Linked DNA regions of Arachis hypogaea: region 2 is linked to region 1. Evidence: chromatin contacts called from public Hi-C data. All regions are on one chromosome and are shown on one strand. The core of a region is the stretch at or near the end of the contact, and the rest is flanking DNA. Distances in the headings are between cores, read along the strand shown. Region 1 has its middle 14 kb from the start of LOC112751279. Region 2 has its middle 33 kb from the start of LOC112747240.

Region 1 (3,838 bases), core at 278-2,777:
TATTTTTCTGAAAAAATTATTTATTTAGATATTTAATTTTTCAAGTTTAATAAATTTTAATTTTTAAATTAAATGAATTGAACATTTTAAATAGTAGTATTTTGAGTTTAAATATAACTATTGAAAGTCTATGTTAAAGCGGAAAACTATGTTTAAATTAAAAAATTTTTAAAAATAAGGTTTTTAAAAATTTATTCGACCGACCGGTTTATCTGTTTGATTGCGGTTTTACCTATTATTCGAACCACTCTTCTTCTTGGTTTACGGTTCGTCGACCGATTCGAATCGATTTTTAGATTCTCCAATTTATTGACATTGTTGCTGGTTCATGGTTACAGTGGTTGAACTGATCAGCCCAGTACGTTTTTTCAGAACCGTCTTAAAATACAACATTTTGAATCCAAATACAAAAAATTTAAGATTTCATACCTCGAATTATTTTAAATTGTTTAAAGTTTAAATATAGATTTTCGCTTTAACAAAAACTTTCAAAATTTATATTTAAACTCAAAATACTACTATTTAAATTTTTCAGTTTATTTAATTTCAAAATTAAAAATAATTAAACAGAAAGAGTTAATTTAAACAAATATTCTTTTTTTAAAAAATAAATAAAGTTATTAATTTTTATTCCAAAAAAAAATTCAGAACTAAATAACATGGGCTTTACAACAACATAGACCAGTAAAAAGCATTTTCTTTCTTTGTATCCTGAATCCTTAATTTTAGAGCTGTCTTCTCTTTTTTTTTTAATTATTATTATTATTATTATTATTATTATTATTATTATTATTTTGGTTTTATATTTTTATTGTTTATTACTACTATAATAGTATTTTTATGATGTCCAGAAACATATTTTATGGCCCAAAACGTAAAACAAAAACCGTAATTCAGTGTGATATATATTATGTTTACTTTATTTTTGTTCCATAACATAACAAAAAATAATGAGATCAAATATTTACCGGATCTTCAAAAATAGGCCCAATAACATAACTGGTATCATTAACAAAAGATTATTATCATCTAACTAAATTTTCAGCATACATCACCATCAGTTTTGGCGCAAAAATTATCGGCAGTTTGGGGGCAGCAGAACCACGTGTCCTCTCCTTCACCATGCCACATACTTTCAGCAACAGCAGAAAAAAAAATTCCTCTCAGCATCGTAGGATGACCCTAAAAATTATTGTTTGTACACAACATTTTCATCTATGTACTATAGTTGATTTTATATTTTTATATTATTAGAGATATAATCATTTATATTATCTCTTTATATTAATTTAAATTTTTTAGAGAATTGATATCATTTAATTTTTTATATTCAAAATGTCTAAAATTTAATACTTAATGAAGTAAAAAAAATAATATAAGATAAATAAAAAAAAAGTATTTAAGATACCATCATCTATATTATCTTTTATTAGTTTAAATTTTTTAGAAGATTGATATCATACATGACGTATATTATATAAATTATATATAGCTATATCTAAAAATATGATCCATGTGCACTAGTACAAAGAATAACCCTTAGTCATTGATATTGGTCAAATAAGGGACTACAATTGCAAATAAAATAACGAGAAAGTTCAGGTCATTAGTTAATTAAAAATAAAGAATTTAGCGAATGGATAACAAAGATTAACATGTTTATACACATTTAAACCAAATTAGAATTGAGTGTGAAAGCTTACCAAACCTATAGTTCTGGTGCCTGCATTATCTTTTCAAATAATCCACCACTATGGACTATTTTTCTGATATCATCAATATATAATATAGCTGTGTCGTTTTCGTTTTTATGGAGTTATATTATAAGTTCTTTTTTTCAGGAATCTCTTGTATTATGTTATACTTATATATTTGAAATTAGAAGCAGCAATTAAATTAGAAAACTATCAGGTAGGAATCAAATATTTTTTATTAATATTACCCAATAATTTAAATTAATGTTTTTTATATTATTAAAATTTATGATTATAATTTAGAATTTAAAATTTAATATAAAAATATTTTTATTAACCAAATATTAACCAAAATGTAAAAACTAATAAGTTGGCGGTTTTATATTTATATATAGCATTGCTCTTTTCTTTCCTATATTATTAATATGAATGAAATCAATTTAGTTGTTTGGAAAAAAATAACCAAAATTAAATATAATCGCATCACAGTATTGAATAATTAATAAATTAAAAATATTAACAATGATACCCGTACTCAAAAAGTATTTCCCTTTAAAATTTAAGATTAATATATTATTTCATGCACACAATGATACGGGTGTAATAGGTTTTCAAAATATAGAGTAAACATTTAATTCGATCCTTGTCCATTTTTATAAAAGATAAAGCGATTTTTGTTCAAGAAAAAATGGACACTTCGATTTTTAATCTTTTTATTTTGGGATAATATAATTTTTTTATTAAAAAATTCATTAAATAATAATAAAAATTAGTTTTGTAGAGTATTTTATTTGTATTTTGTAGGGTTTTAAACTTTCACAAAAATTTTTTCAACAATTTAACCAATTACTACTATTACCTTCTTTATCTTCATTATTATCACTCTTACCTCTATTATTTTTATTACTTTATCATCATTATTATCTCCTCTACCATCTTCTCTATCGTCATCATCACCAATACCAATATTATCAACATTAAAGTTCTCTTTCTTCATTTCTTATTCGATATTATTTTCTTCTTTTAAAAGGTATTTATACTACAATTTTTTTTTTTACGGCATCATTTTCATCAATAATTTTTCTTCACTTAACCACCATTAGTGAAGGAATTTTTTAAAAACAAACTTATTAATAGTTTGTGGAGGTTTAAAACCTCCACAAAATACAAATAAAACCCCTCACAAAACTAATTTTTGTTATTATTTAACGAATTTTTTAACAGAAGGATCGTATTATCCCAAAATAAAAAGGTTGAGGGTCGAAGTGTCCCTTTTTTTGGACAGGAATCGCTTTGTCCTTTGTGAAAATGGACAAAGACCATATTGGATATTTACTCCAAAATATATTATAATAAATAGGAAATAATGTTTTTAAAAACCATTCGACACCTAATAATCTCTTTAATAATTAAGAGTAAAGTGACAATTAGATCTATGAAGATATTGATTTTGGACTAATTAATTTTAAAAAAAAGTATTAATTAAATCCTCTAAGATAACAAACGGTTAATATAATGATGATTTTGATGCTAATGAATGAGGATTATAAATGTGAACATATGGATGTTGATAAATTGATAATTGTGGTTGTACATTTGAGGATTTGTGGAGTGAAGTGGTTCAAATTGAGGCAAGGTTAGTTGTGATTGAATATAGAGCTGTGTTGGGTAAGTTTGGAGTCATTTTGAAATGTAGAATTTTGGTTTTGGTAAAGGAAATTAGTGAAATAGAGGTTTAGAAGTTTGGTAAAAACTTGATTTTTGATTGAACTTCAGCAAGCCATAACTTGGTTTCTGGACTCCCAAATTATTTCAAACTTATTTTATATAAAAATTGGGTCCGTCAAGTTTACGCCGTTTGAAGAATGGATGAAAAATATTTAAAAACAAAAAAGTTATGCGCGTCGGAAGTTTGGAGCTCAAAACTGAAATTCTGCCGACTTAGCCAAATTTTGATAAAATATGGTTGCATGTGTACGCATACCCTTCGTACGCGAAGGATCGTTTCTGTTTGGCAGGTATGCGTACGCATACCTTGACATGCATATGCATCTTGGGCCAGAAGAGACCTATGCGTACGCATACACATGACATGCGTAGGCATAGCCCTGTTTTTCAGCAAATGAACCTTTTGTGTTTTAAAC
Region 2 (4,263 bases), core at 1,117-3,616, 54 kb before region 1:
GGTGATCCTACAGATTCTGACTTTGAATTGTAAAAAGAGCAAATTGCTTCCAAGCTAAGAAAAAAAAATTGTTTTCATGAAGCTTATCAGGGATGGGATAGAGAAGAGATTTTGTGTGAAGGCAGTAAGATTTGAAGGTGTGATGGCCATGATAAATGAAAGAAGGGTCGAGTAATCAAGATTTAAACTCTTGATACCATACTAAAGTAATTACAAATGCAGTTGAAATAAAAACAGAAAAAAGTGAAGAATTGAATTGTCAATTGTATTTTAGAATGCTCATCGGTCTAACTATAGCTATTGCAAACCCTTTTATATATACAACAAGATGAGAGTCACAGAAAAAATAAAATTAAAAAGAAAGCTTAGTCACGTAGGAGAGAAGAAACTGAACTTAAAAGTACAAATAACAGTTAAATATATTATATTAGTTTCTTTCCAATCATTATCACTAATAAGTTTTAATTAAAGACACTGTCATAAATTATAAAAGTTTATTCTCTCATAAAAAGAAATAATAATAATAATTATTATTTTTGTTGAATACACACTTATTCCTAAAAGGTAATATTATACACAATTATTTTAATTTCTAAAATATGATGATGGACAGTGATTAACGGTAATAAAATAACAAATGAACTATAATGGAATAGCATATGGAGATGATTTTGCAGAAGTGGTTGTTACAAAGACACAAAATCGTTGCTGCATTATGTATACAGAAGAGGTTTACGAGGAGGAACCACCTCCATGCAACCATGCCTATGATGGCACTGTTGGTCACGTTAGCTACGTGGAGAATTTGGAAAATGGTATTAGAGTTGAAAAAATTTTACGTGAAGGTTTTACAATCTTCTTAATATATGTAAAACATCTTCAAATTTTAGTATGATTGAAATTTGGTTGATATCATTTTTCACATTTCATATGGGATTAAAATTAACTTTAATTTTTTTTAATTTAGCAACGTTTCTAAAATATAATCTAAAAATTTAATAGATCATATCTAATAAGATTTTATTTTTTTTAAACACGATGGAGTATATGGAGTATATATAGTACTAATATTTATGCAGTACGAGAGAATCTCATTCTCTACTCAATAAAGTTTTATGATCATACTCTAAATATATTTTTGGTGCTAATAAAAAATATAATAATATTTTATTTGAATTAATATAATTATTTATTTAATCAAATTAATATAATTAATATTCAATGAAAGTTTAATTCACTCTTCTACTTACACTATTTTATTTATTTTTAATTTTATTAATTCAATATTTTTTTGTTGGTTTATAATTCATCTTTTTATAATTACTATGTACTCCCACGTACTCTCATTCTCTATTAAATTTATCTTATCCTATCTATAATTTTTTTTTAAATATTCTTTATCGAATATAATTTATAAAAATAGTTTGTTAACAAAAAAATTAAACCTATATTTTTTTCTATTTTATCATAATATACTTGTCATCTTATTATTATTATTATTATTATTATTATTATTATTATTATTATTATTATTATTATTATCCACAATTAATTGTTAACATAATAGTACGTACATGTAAGAAAAGATAAAATGGTCATTTATCCATCTCTAATTTGTATTCTTTCGTATTTCTCTCAATAATAATAATAACAATAATAAAGGAGTGAACAAACTAAAAATTATTCACATTTCTTTCTATTATAGAAGATAATAATAATAATAATAATAATAATAATAATAATAATAATAATAATAATAATAAAACAAAAATCAAAATATTAGATAAAGTTACACTATGATAAATATCAGATAGAAGGGTAAGTGTCTCATTGATACGCTTTAGACAGTTGGATTCATTGTCATATCCTCAGCAGATGTCAACAACTGAGCTCGCTGGGCTTGGTTCTTCCAATTGGTGGTCAAAATAACATACAACATTAGTGCAGCACAACAAACTTGAGCTGAAAGTAAGCCCAACCAAAGCCCACAAAATCCTATATCAAGCCAAAATCCAAGCCCAATCGCCACAGGCATTCCGATCAAATAAAACGCACCAAGGTTCACATTCGCCGCCACGTTGGGTCGAGCCGTTCCTCTAACGACACCACACCCCACCGTCTGCGGACAATTGCCGAGCTCACATAGCCCGAGAATTGGTAGTGCAGCCGCTGTCAAACGCAGAATCTTCTCATCATTTGTGAACATTTTCCCCCACGAATGCCGCATCATAGTGGCAAAAATAACCGCCACAAACCCCAAAATTTCTGCAAAAAAAATCGAAATAGCAGCCGAGAGCGGGCCCTTGCAGGTCGGTTTGCCCCGAGCTCGTTTCCAACACGTGTTGAGACTGCAAAGCCCAACGAAGACGGAAACACGTAGATTAATGCCGTGGTCTGAATAAGCACACCCATGGATGCCACGGTGGCAGTGGGATCCACAAGGAGTCCACAAAGCACAATCATGATCTCATACCACCACCACTCTAGACAAACTGACACACAACTCGGCGCAGCAAGCCGAATGAGTGGCTTAAAGCCGGAGAAAGAGTCTCGGCTCAACTTCATCCACGTGTCAGCATGGACCCCACTTATCCAGACATGAACAACCAGAAACAGAAGGATGGAGAAATTGGAGACAGCGGAGGCTGCAGCAACGCCGGCGAGGCCAAAACGTAGGCGTTTAACGAAGAAGAAATTGAAGGGCAAGTGAGCAAACATTCCGAAGAGAGATGCTAGCGTGACAGGGCGGGTGACACCCTGTGCACGAAGGTAGATTCTGATTGGGTGAAGAAAGGAGTTGGTTACGAGGTCAGGGAGGAGGAACATCAAATAGGTTTGTGCCATTTGGGTGATTTGGGGTAGCTGGTGGAGGAAGATGAAGATAGTGTTGATGTTCAGCCAGAGGATTGAGATTGGAATGGAAGACACTAAGAGGAAGATGATGCAGCGGTGGAGGGTTAGAGAGAGGAGGTTGGTGTTTTTGGCGCCAAAGGCTTGGGAGCAGAGTGGTTCCATGCCGAGGGAGAGGCCGGAGAGGACAGAGTAGCCGGTGATGTTGGCGAAGGCTATGGCGAGCGAGCCGGCAGCTAGTTGGAGTTCTCCGAGGTGGCCCAAGAAGAGCATGGAGACTATGGAGCGGAGGTAGAAAATGAGCGATGTTAGTGCTATGGGAAGGGCTAACTCCATTAGAGACCTTGATTCTTTCATCACCTCCGAGATTCCGCCACATGTCCACCCTTCTGGTTCTTGCTTCTCCATATCTGCCAACAACAGATCATGCTCTGTTTTTGTTTCCATTAGGTTAGCTAGGATGCTAAGCTTATTCTTCTCTTTCTGAGTGTGACTTATGCCTTATGATTTGTGAATGAAGAAGATGTGAGAAGAAAGATTGGTGTGTGTGTATAAATAGAGACCAGCTACAGAAGGATACTCTTATTTCTTTTCAGTAAAATATATATGTTTTTGCTCGAGTTAGATGATCAAAATATTATTACGAGAGGTTGATAAATAATTGCAAATTTTTTTTTATTCTTCTTCATCCACTTCTCCTTATTTCAATTTTTTTTTGGGAAATGAAAAAGAGATAATAGGTATGCTTGCGTGGTGAAAATCGAAGGACCACGCCCAACATGCAATAAAATTATTATTTTAATTAACAAAGTTTGAATGAAAGGTTATTATTGATTTGAATTTCTGCTTTCATTGCATGTGTGTGTTGTTTACCGTAGTGAACTAGATAGCAAGCAATACGTCAGAATGTGAGTGTATCAATGAAAGGAACAATTTCCAATGGAACGAGAAAATCTTGAGTACTGCCATGTACTCCTATTTCATCAGCTATTATGCTCGATTTTCAAGCCATTTTAAACCTTACGGACTTGTGTATGGGAATGAATTATTTTTATTTTTTAAATTAATATCATAAATATATTTTTTTATTATATACTTTTTAAATGAAATTAAGAGAAATTTGTTCCTTTCCTTTAGTATTCTTTCTTTACATGCTTGGTAATTCACACTAATTTAAACTGATACAGTGGTAAAGAAACTGAAATTGATTGCTTTCAAGATCAAGAGTACTAAAACGTAAAAGCTCTCCTTATTACTGACTCTTGGTGGTTCCATCCTTGATTACACCTCCACTGGCCCATATTCCGGCAATTCAGCAAGCGGCTGCTTACGGAAACGAGAGCTTTTAAGAATGAAAATCAAAATAAATATGATTTTAGACATTAATTTTCTAGAAAATTACAAAAGTGGATA

What was found. A called contact is a pair of places that touch in the nucleus more often than the background predicts.
Region 2: a Hi-C map of an unstated tissue shows a contact between it and region 1, with 4 times the contacts expected there. The contact joins two enhancer-like sites. A contact is called at or near these places in 2 of 8 Hi-C or Micro-C datasets (leaf and an unstated tissue).

Annotation. Positions count from the first base shown.
Region 1 is chr15:149,977,265-149,981,102 of arahy.Tifrunner.gnm2.J5K5, reverse strand. No RefSeq gene overlaps it. Among protein-coding and RNA genes, the nearest start is that of LOC112751279, 14 kb to the right of the region's middle. Within about 2 kb of position 1,527, at least 3 of the 3 cell types and tissues checked have open chromatin away from gene starts, as enhancers often do.
Region 2 is chr15:150,031,829-150,036,091 of arahy.Tifrunner.gnm2.J5K5, reverse strand. It overlaps the pseudogene LOC112751281. Among protein-coding and RNA genes, the nearest start is that of LOC112747240, 33 kb to the right of the region's middle. Within about 2 kb of position 2,366, at least 2 of the 3 cell types and tissues checked have open chromatin away from gene starts, as enhancers often do.